3 separate regions of the Mus musculus genome follow, and regions 1 and 3 are each linked to region 2. Evidence: chromatin contacts called from public Hi-C data. All regions are on one chromosome and are shown on one strand. Each heading gives the region's core, a stretch centred on a gene start, on an enhancer-like site or on the middle of the called end of the contact. The rest is flanking DNA. Distances are from core to core; before and after follow the strand shown. Region 1 overlaps Wdr25 (WD repeat domain 25). Region 2 overlaps Wdr25 (WD repeat domain 25). Region 3 overlaps Wdr25 (WD repeat domain 25).

Region 1 (3,022 bases), core at 385-2,884, 120 kb before region 2:
ACTAGGTTGGCCAGCTGGCATATCCCAGGATCTGCCTGCCTGTTTCCCCAAAGCTGGGGTTCCAGGATTATATGACTGTGCCTAGCCTTTTCACATGAGTTTTGGGAGTTGAATTCCTGTCCTCCTGCTTGTAAAGCAAGCACTTTTCAGGTTGACCATGATGACTTTATTTTTAAAAATTGTTTACTTTTTATATGTGTGTTTGGGGGACACATGTGTGCTATGGTACATGTGTGGAGGTCAGAGGACAACTTTGGGGGGTGCCAGTTCTTCTTCCACTATGTCACTGTTGGGGATTGGGCTCAGTGGCAAGTGCCTTTACTTGATAAGCCATTTTGCTCACCCCAAAGATTGTTTTCTTTAGGATAGTATCTCACTAGGTAGCCCTGGCTGCCTTGTTATTCATTATGAAGATCAAGCTAGTCACGACCCCATAAAGACCTGCCTCTCTCTTCCTTCAGAGTGCTAAGAGAAAGGCAAGTGCCACTATGCTCCATGTTGTTTTTTAAGAAAGAGTGAGTTGGCACCTTGGCTCTGGGTGTGGTGAAGAAAAGTGTGCCAGGACTGGTGTGACACTTCACGGCCAGAAGAGGTCGCAGTTGGGCTGCCTGGGATGACGAGAAGCCTGCGTTTAGGGCTGTGTGTGGGATGCTGATGTGTGGCCTGTCCCAGGAGGCGTGTGGGCCGGAGGTGGTGATGCTAGTGTGAGACTCCTTGGCTGCCAGGAAGCTTGAGGGAGTGCTCTACGCCCCTGTCTAGTTCCCCAGTACATCCAAAGGATGGCTTCGGGCAAAGACACTTGCTATAGTTGAGTTGTTGTCAGTACTGACCATGCATGCTAGGAGCAGAGTCTCCTGATCTTTATGAAAATTCAGGTTTCTATAAGCCAGGGGTGACTATCAAGCTGGAACCCGAGCAGAGGCTTTAATAAGATGTCTCATAGTTTTAGTGATTAGGGTTGTTTGGAAAATCATTTTGTGTAAGTGGGACTCTCAGTAAGTTCGGAATGCAGAATGAGTAGTAGGAACCAATAAGCTGTGGTGGGAAGATGGGTTAGGGCATGGAGGGCTCAGGTGTGCACCTGAGGTTGGAAGTCCTACCCTAGGCCTGCAGGTTGGTATGTGGCCTGCTGAGTGGTGGCTGCTTTTCCCTCCCTGATGTCAGAGATGCCTGTGGTTATAAACCAAGCCCCAGTATTCCTGTGAGGTGGAGGTATTATGTGTGTGCTTGGTCTTCCTGGCCTGGGTGCTGGCACTCAGGATGTGAACAACTGGGTGGGACCTGGCATGTGCTCCTGTCACTCAGGGTGCTGGGGCTTTGCTCCCGTCCCTGCCAGCGGTGGCTTACTGTATCTGAGATGTTCAACAGGCGGTAAGCTTTGTGAATGCAGAAGTCACACCAGACCCATTTTTATATTCTTTGTAGCATCTGGCATGAGATTTGGTCCCTGTTAAGTGATCAATGAAGGTTTAAAGACATTTTTTGGATTTCACTGCTTTGATTTAAGAGGGTTTGTGTGTGCACATGCAAAAATCCTGCTCACCTCTAGGGGGCACAGTAAGACTTGCTATCTTTTGCCCATCCAAGCTTCTAGAATGTGGTAGAATCCTTGACTCCTTGTAACATTTACTGAGATGATTTTTCTCTGATCTGGAGCAAGCCAGCTCCGTTCATCTGACTGATGTGAGGAGCCAAGTGCCGGTCTTTCGTTGCCTTAAAGCTCGGCTTTGGAGGCACACATTTCAGCTAGGCACATTACGGTGGAAAGATATGTATTTTAATATGCTCTAAATGTTCTGTGAGCTGTAAAATGTGCTTATATTAGTTTTGAAAAATTTACAGCCAAAGCAATTAAGTAAAATAAAACAATGAGTCACAGGCCCTGAAGCGCTGCTCCGCTGTCGCAGGCGGTGACCCTCCTGCCCTCCTCCGTGAGCTCGAGGCTTTCCTGGCTGTAGTCCCAGCACAGACACCTTTATGCTCTCTTTTCATTTCTCCGTGAACTCCCTGGGCTCTGCATGTTTGAACACCCACTGCACGTAAAGGTGGAATTCAGCCTTTGATGCCTTTTCTGAGGGAAAAAGGCAAACAGACAGCCTTGTCTGGCTGCCCATGCAGAGGCTGGACCAGGCCCCCCAGGGGACTCCCTGCTGCACCAGCGTGCTTCCTGCTGTGGGGACGAGTTCTTACTTAGGCAGGTCTGTACATAAAGCTTGTGAGCTGCGTGTTGTTAATTTGCTTTATTCTAGATTTTTCTTCAATAACAAATAGCAAGCTTCTGTAACATATTTTTAAAAAGCCAAACTGACGCTTACTGGGGAAACTTGACTGACTCAGATAAATGAGATGCGAAGGAGACATCAGTGCTTGTACTGTCCTGGTCATGGCGCATCTCTAGGCCGCCCCGGTCTGGCTGCTGCATCCCGCATGTTGACACTGGCCAGCTGGTCATTGCTATCTTGCCCTCCACCAGATTGTCTTTTGTATTGTTTGTGGGGCTGGGTGTATAGCTCAGAGGTGGAATGTCTGCCCTGCAGGCAGAGGACCTGGGGTTCCATCCCCGCTCCCCCAAACAAAGTCCCCAGTGAAAAACTGTCCACAAACAGCTTTCTGACTGTCCCTTTCCTCACACTTTCCCTCGTCTCTCCTGTGCTGTTTCCTGTAGCTTCTGGAGTCCATTTTAAAGCAAGTAGTCCTGCCGTGATCACACTGTGCATAAATGCCATCTTTTCTGCTGCTTAATGTAGTGAAGATGGGCTTTGCACTGTCGGCCGGCAGAAGGCCTGTGTGTGGGAAATGGAACCTTACACTGGCCGGCCTTTGGTGCGTGACTCTACTGCTGCTCAGTGCTGCCGGGACTTTGCATACGATTACTTGGTCTCTCTGATCCCCAGGTATCACGGTAAAGGAGAGAGAATGGCCATCAATGAGGACTGTTGCCACAGATATGGGAAGAAATGATCTAGTCCAGTCCCTGGCATAAGCGAGAATTTCCCCCCTTGTACCCATATTGATTGGTTAA
Region 2 (3,157 bases), core at 141-2,640:
CACTGAGCCATCTCTCCAGCCCCCAGAGAAATAACCAAATAACCCTGGTAACTCCATCTCCCTCATTCTGTCCCCTTCCTCTACTGGTGAAATGTACTGCTTGATTTTTATTTTAAGCTTACATTCCTATTGTGCGCTTATTAAATGGGATCTCAAGCGTCTGCTGCTTTGTGACTAAGGATGACTTTGAACTTAGATCCCCTGGCCTTGACCTCCCAAGTGCGGAGATTTGAACGCGTGTGCACACCCCTCTCCGTCACCCTCTGCTCATTCCCTCTCTACCTCTGCAGCGGGGCTCTGAACATGGGGCCCTGGTGTTGGCTTTAGCAGGACAGGCTCCCTGGTGTTGCAACAGGCATGGCGGTACCCAAGTCCTCTCCGTGCTCTCCGTGGCGTACGCTGGGCTGTTCCCAGTTCTTCACTGTCTTTGACATCATGCTGACATCTTGGTGTCCTGCCCGCCCGTGCAGCTCTATAACCAGTTGTTGGGTGTGGGGTGGGTTGTGGGTTGCAGGGTGCCGCACGTCTGTAGTGTTGCCCTGGGTTGCCCGGCCCCTCCTCTCTGAGTCTGTGCATCTCTGCCAGCAGCTTATAGCATCCAACACCCTGACACCACCCAACAGAGGTGCTGTCAGACTCTGGGAGTTTGCTCATTTAATAGGCAAGGGATGACATTTAAGTTTGCTTAAATTGCTCTTGTTATAAGCAAGGTCGAAGCCATTTCCCTGTCGATGAGCTGCGTCCTCTCGCCATCTTCTGTGGAGCTCAGGCTTTCTCAGAGGCTGTCTTGTCTCAGAGGCTGCTGGTGTTGCAGATGGTAACCTTTGCATCTAATGCCCCTTACAAACGCCTCTCCCACGTGGCTGCCTGTTACTCGTTCGTTACTTATCTGCTCATTTTCTGCCTGTGAGTGAGCTGTGTTAGTTAGTTGCCACTTGGTCAGCCGGACTGGCCTCTCTCTCACTGCTCCTGGCTGTAAAATTGTGTCTGGGAAGTACCCCAAAGCCTGGCCCGTAGAGGAATCCAGTCACGTTGTCTTCTCTGATTTATGTTTTCCTTTGCTTTATTAGTATAAAGTTCTGTTGCTTCTCTAATGTCTACAGACATTTTAATGGTCATTCTCAAAGCTCTGTGACTGACTCGGCCTGAGGGACAAGCCCTACAAGCATGCTCTAGAGCTGGCATGTATAGACTGTCACATTCTCACACTTGAAGAAGCCCATATGCCTGATATCAGGGAAATGGAACAATCTGGGAGTGGAGACCTGGGCCATGGCCAGAACCTCACTGGAACAGCCCATTCGATCCGAGAGAGCCAGAGCCTCAAAGAGGCAAGGCTGTGCCTTGGTCGGCATGAACAGTCCATCGGAGTCCAGGTTGATTATCCACAGGCGGTCTTAATTCTCCAGCTATGACACAAGCTGTCGTCTACCTTCCCCACAGCCAGGCTTTTCCAGTGGGTCTGGGGTTGCCAGTGGAGGCTCTCCTCCTTGGCTCCAGTCCCGAGGTAGGGCGTGCCAGCTGCCCAGGTAATAATCAAGGTTGCCGTAAAACTCCCCAGCCTACAGGGTATGTCTCAGCGGGAAGGAAAGTCTGCCATGCGGTGAGGAGCACTCCGAAGGCTAGCTTCCTGCCCACAGCTGTGCCTCATTGGCAGGGTTCATCTGTAACACGGCCAGTTTCCCAGCCATTTGCTTTTATGGTGCCCTAATGAACTGTGCTATTTGTAGCCATTCTGAGAAGATGTGTGCCTTTTGTTCTGGTAGAGTTTACTTGGAAGGTGCAGGGTATAGGTAGTTCTGACATGCATGGCAGATGGCCCCTAGGTATGCCTTTCTAGGCTGTTGTCCTGAGTTAGAAAATACAGGGAGAGCCCCAGGTGCCTTCATCATCCCCTGGCCTAACCCAAGGAGGCTACAGGGCATGTGCTCTTAAGGCCACACATATCCCAGGGCACACATGGTGACCACTAACTGCTGTCCTCTATGACCTGGCCGGCTCTGCACGGATTCACCAGGGAGAAGGATCCAGGCCACCTGCAGAGATGTGTCTGAGAGGTGAGATGTGGCCAGAGCAGTTTCTTACTCTATAGTCACTGGTGTTCCTAGTTAGCTCTTGATGCCTGGCGACCTGGCCTGCGGTTGATGGAGACAGTTAGAGGGGAAGGGTGAGCGGAGGTATCTTAACATGGCCACACAGTCCCAAAGGGCATGGGAGAAGGGGTCTAAGGGTGGTGGGATTGGACTGTTTAGGGATGAACAGGGGCAGGGAAGACCCTCAGAGCCAGTTTGCTTGCTGACCCCTCTGCCCACCAGAAAGCAGAACTGTGCTTGAACATTGGGTGTTGGGTAAGCTTGTGGGGCAGATATTGGGGGCTGTGACATGTCCTGCCCTCCCCAGGTTCATGCCTAGCGGGGGTATATCTCAGCAGCAGTGTGGGACCTGGATGCCTTGTGGGCCTGTGCCCATGGATCCTGGTCTCGTGGGATGACACACAAGAAAGCAGGCAGCTCTTGTAGCTGGAGACGCTCCTAGAAGCATCTGTGAGGGGAAGACTGTGGCCCTGTCCTGCCTTCATGTCTCTGCAGGGCTGGCCTCTCCTCTTCAGGGCTTGGGGGTGGGTGGGTCTGATGTCACTCCAGTAGAAGCCTACTTGTGAAGAGGCCAAATCATTTGTTGCCCACGTTTGCCCCTAGTAACTTACAGAGGCAGGGACTGTCCAGCAGACACCCCAGTTGTGAGCCCCAAGGGAAGCAGCTGGGATGGGTGAGGCTTGGCCTCACCTCATTTGCTAGCCAGCGGAACGGATGACCCCAGATCTGTGTGTCTGCTGTAGCCACATGGTGGCGCCGAGAGAGCTGATAACCCTGTGACCAGTGCCTGTGGGCTGCCTGGGCTTCCCTTCCAGGCAGCAGGGGCTGGGTGGGCATCTCAGCCCTGCATTTGTCATCATGCCCTGCCCTGCCATGTGAGAGCTCATTCAGTGGAGGTGCCCTGAGTCCTTGTGCTGGACCCCGCTCGCTCGCTCGCTCCTACCAAACCCAGCATGTCAGAGCAGGACTCGTGGAAGACAGTGCAGGGCATGGTTCCCCTCGTTTAGGAGAGGAGGCTGGGAGATACCAGGGATGATCCCTAGAAAATAAAGCACATCTTTAAA
Region 3 (3,192 bases), core at 393-2,892, 69 kb before region 2:
AGGTTTAGCCCCCATATCCACCATCTTCCAACTGGATGGTCTGCTCTGGAGGGTGGGGTTGGCAGTGGGTCTGGTTCATTCTCTCTCTCTCTCTCTCTCTCCCTCTCTCTCTCTCTGTCTCTTTCTCTCTCTCTCTGTGAGATCTGCCTGCCTCTGCCTCCCGAGTGCTGGGATGTGGGTCTGACTCTTAAGCTCATTCTTCTGAAGCCAGTTTTTAGCACAGTTGACTAAGAAGGCTCAGGCCAGTGGCTTTACATCATGTTTAGCCTTTTTTAATCTTCTAGCCACCCCATAAAGTTCCATACATTTTCCCTATCTTATATCTAAGAAAAGGAAGACTCAGAGAGGTATAGTATGAGGCTTAGGGCCACACAGCTGGTAACAGGCAGAGCTAAGATTTGAGTTCAGCATAGTCAGTCTTCTAAATTGTAGTTACTTCAAGCACCTCTCTTGAGGCCTGTGCTTTCTGGCTCGTGATCAGGTTACCCTGCTCTGAGACAGCCCAGCAGTGTGGCATGGAGCAGTGGGCCAGAGCCTTCTTGGGCACTTTCTGACTGTGTCCTAGGAAGGTGCCACTTCTCCTCTTGCCCTTTACTTGCTGGTGATGTATGGCATGACATCATCTTGGGTGGTTGCTGGTTATAAGTAGCATGTGTAAGCCATGGCTGTCATGCATTGACTCAGGCAGATACTCTCAACATGGAGGCTCTGCCTGGGCATCCCTGGCTGGTCAGGTTCATCCACGGGTCCCATCTCACATGTATATCACATGGCTGGCTGCCAATAGGATTGAGTGAATGGCAGCCTGGCACAGTATGTACCACCATTGTAGCCATTCATGAGATCTTAATGCTTAGGAAGGAGCTAGGCCTGCCAGCAGTTGAGGGAAGCTGTCAGAATAAAGGTTTGCCTGTCTCATGAAAGCGAACTTGTAAACCTAATGACTGCTGGGCTGTGGAAGAAGTGTGTCATCTGGGTTTCTCACTTGCAACAGAACTCTCTGGAAGGACAGTTGGCATCTCCCCGTTGCCGTGTGGGGGTGGACACGTTTTATGTGACAGCAAGGCAAGAAAGCTAACAGTGATCTCTGAGGAGTTATGCTCAGCTTAACCCTTTGAATTGCTACAGCTTTAACATCAGCTCCGGGAATACTCGCAGATATCTCTCGCTGTCCGTGTTCTCTCTGAAAATACAAATGACTTGAATGTCTGAGGATTTGGTAAAGCATTGGTGTTAACAGGGATAGTCAGAGTGTGCTCAGGTGCTGGGGGGAAGGTGGGAAGTTTGTCCCAGGGCTCAGATCCATGTCTCCGAGACAGGACTCCGTGTGAAGAGCTGTATGTAGAAAGCTGTCCTGTCCTGTTCCTGTCACGCTACTCTTTGATAGAATGTTTAATTGAGGCAGGTTTTCTGAGAGCATTGTTTGAAGTAACTCAGGGGTAGAAGGTAGTGTTTCCCCCCGGGATTCCACTTCCTGCTGCACATTGAAGGCAGTTGTTGTAGGCAGTGTTCTGATGCATTTGCTCCTGCCCAGTAGAGCACTCCAGGATTCCTTGGCTGCGAACCCCTCCTACTCCAGTGGAGACCAGCAGCACTCAGCCAGCCCTTTTGGCTGTGGGCAGCAGGGTGGCGCTAGACACCTGGCTTTTAGTCCCCAGGAGGCTTGCCTCTCCAGGCTGTTCTGAGCTCCTGTTTTGTGTTAGCTGTAGAATGGGGCCCCATAATGAGGTTGGGGGGTGGGAGCAGGGAGAGGCTGATGAGCCTGATGCAGAAGCTGTGCCCTGTGGGGACCTGTACTGAGCTCCACAGGAGAAGAACTCCACTGCACAGACAGGCGTGCTGCGTGCTGCCCGTGTGGGGGAGCCTGGCGCTTCCCCAGCAGGTGTCCTCCTTCAGATGGACTTGGAGCCTTGTCCCTAATGTTTATTGCCTTTCTTCTTTAGGGATAGCGATCTGCAGGTCAGGCTTATTTGCGAGATCCATATTACTTCTGATTATTTATGAATGGATTGGCCAGGGGGAGGCAACCAACTCGATTAATTCATCAGTGAGGCAGCTGGAAGGACCTGTGACAAATAGTGCAGGCTGTCATTTGGCCAAAGATTGTCTGTGCTGGGATTGTTCCCCCAGGATAACCATGATGACAAACATAATTGACATTTTTTATTAACCCTGAAATGATTAAAGATGCTGTTGCTGAATTTGTGTCAAAGTACCCAGTCCCTGGCATTTTGAGAGGACTCGGTGTGGGGCCAGTAAACAGCCTGTGCTTACTTCCTGTTCATCACTTTAATCAGCCAAGGCAGACAGACAGAGCCCTGCCTGATTTGGTCCTGAAACCAGGCCAGAGACAAGACTCTGTTTTCCAGAACTCTCTGGCATCACCGTCATGAACACACAGGAGGCACTCTGTTCAACAGTCTACTTAGTCATTGGTTAGCAGATTCTGACATTCCAAGGTGTGGGCTTGGGGGACTTTCCCTAGGAGCTGCAGTGGCAGGTGGAGGCACAGGCAGATTTGGATGGGGGGCTATGTGCTGTTTGGGGGCAGGATAGACTGTCAGACTGAGTGGGCGAGGGAGCCGTGTGGGGGGCAAGTGTAAAGAGTAAATTTTGGTTAATGTATAAATGAATGGATTTAATTACATTTTATATGTGTATATCATTGTACTTAGCTCCTATCTGATCCCTCCCTCATTTCCCCTGGTCTCTGGGTCTCCCCCCCCTCCCTCCCCCTCTCCCTCTCTCCCTCCCCCTCCCCCTCACACACATACTTTAAGTGAGGTACAGTGGTGTGCTCTTTAATCCTAGCTGTCAGGAAGCAGAAGCAGGTGGATCTCTGAGTTCCGGTCAGCCAGGACTATATGGTAAGATTCTATCTAAACAAACAAACAAACAAACAAACAAACCAGAAGCACCACCACTACTACCACCAAGAACAACAACAACAACAAAAAACCCATCAACAACAAAACTACAAAGAAAACAAAAGCCAACCCCCCCCCAAAGCAGACCGTGTTTGCCTGAGTGAAAGACATGCACCATGCGTGCTCTCGCCCCCCTGCTTGCTATCCTGTTTGCTTAGATTCCTCCCCACACGTGCCTCTGTTTACTCTTATTTTAACCTACATTTTATTTGTGAGGAAACATGCAAGGTCTGTCTGTCTTTCTGATTCTGTCTACTTTAGTTTA

Evidence for each region. Hi-C and Micro-C count contacts between places; a contact is called where the count stands out from the background.
Region 1: a Hi-C map of the N1E-115 cell line shows a contact between it and region 2, with 9 times the contacts expected there. The contact joins two enhancer-like sites. A contact is called at or near these places in 1 of 39 promoter capture datasets (embryonic stem cells), 3 of 15 datasets of contacts at CTCF or cohesin (embryonic stem cells, large pre-B cells and pro-B cells), 28 of 484 Hi-C or Micro-C datasets (3T3-L1-derived adipocytes, the C10 cell line, the HPC-7 cell line and 10 more), 10 of 115 datasets of contacts at active chromatin or transcription factors (the SCID.adh cell line, T-cell acute lymphoblastic leukemia, bone marrow-derived dendritic cells and 2 more) and 4 of 9 other capture datasets (adipose tissue, embryonic stem cells, liver and 1 more).
Region 3: a Hi-C map of the N1E-115 cell line shows a contact between it and region 2, with 4 times the contacts expected there. The contact joins two enhancer-like sites. A contact is called at or near these places in 1 of 15 datasets of contacts at CTCF or cohesin (CD8 T cells), 4 of 484 Hi-C or Micro-C datasets (the N1E-115 cell line, cerebellar granule neurons, cerebellum and 1 more), 1 of 115 datasets of contacts at active chromatin or transcription factors (embryonic stem cells) and 4 of 9 other capture datasets (adipose tissue, embryonic stem cells, liver and 1 more).

What each region holds. Positions count from the first base shown.
Region 1 is chr12:108,902,512-108,905,533 of GRCm38.p6, forward strand. All of the region lies in intron 2 of Wdr25 (WD repeat domain 25), which reads left to right. Among named protein-coding and RNA genes, the nearest start is that of Wdr25, 9.8 kb to the left of the region's middle. Within about 2 kb of position 1,635, at least 40 of the 459 cell types and tissues checked have an H3K27ac peak or open chromatin away from gene starts, as enhancers often do. A contact at or near this core is called in the N1E-115 cell line, where this site is marked.
Region 2 is chr12:109,021,136-109,024,292 of GRCm38.p6, forward strand. All of the region lies in intron 4 of Wdr25 (WD repeat domain 25), which reads left to right. Among named protein-coding and RNA genes, the nearest start is that of Gm52002, 23 kb to the right of the region's middle. Within about 2 kb of position 1,391, at least 10 of the 459 cell types and tissues checked have an H3K27ac peak or open chromatin away from gene starts, as enhancers often do. A contact at or near this core is called in the N1E-115 cell line, where this site is marked.
Region 3 is chr12:108,952,334-108,955,525 of GRCm38.p6, forward strand. The region is part of intron 2 of Wdr25 (WD repeat domain 25); the gene reads left to right. Among named protein-coding and RNA genes, the nearest start is that of Wdr25, 60 kb to the left of the region's middle. Within about 2 kb of position 1,643, at least 50 of the 459 cell types and tissues checked have an H3K27ac peak or open chromatin away from gene starts, as enhancers often do. A contact at or near this core is called in the N1E-115 cell line, where this site is marked.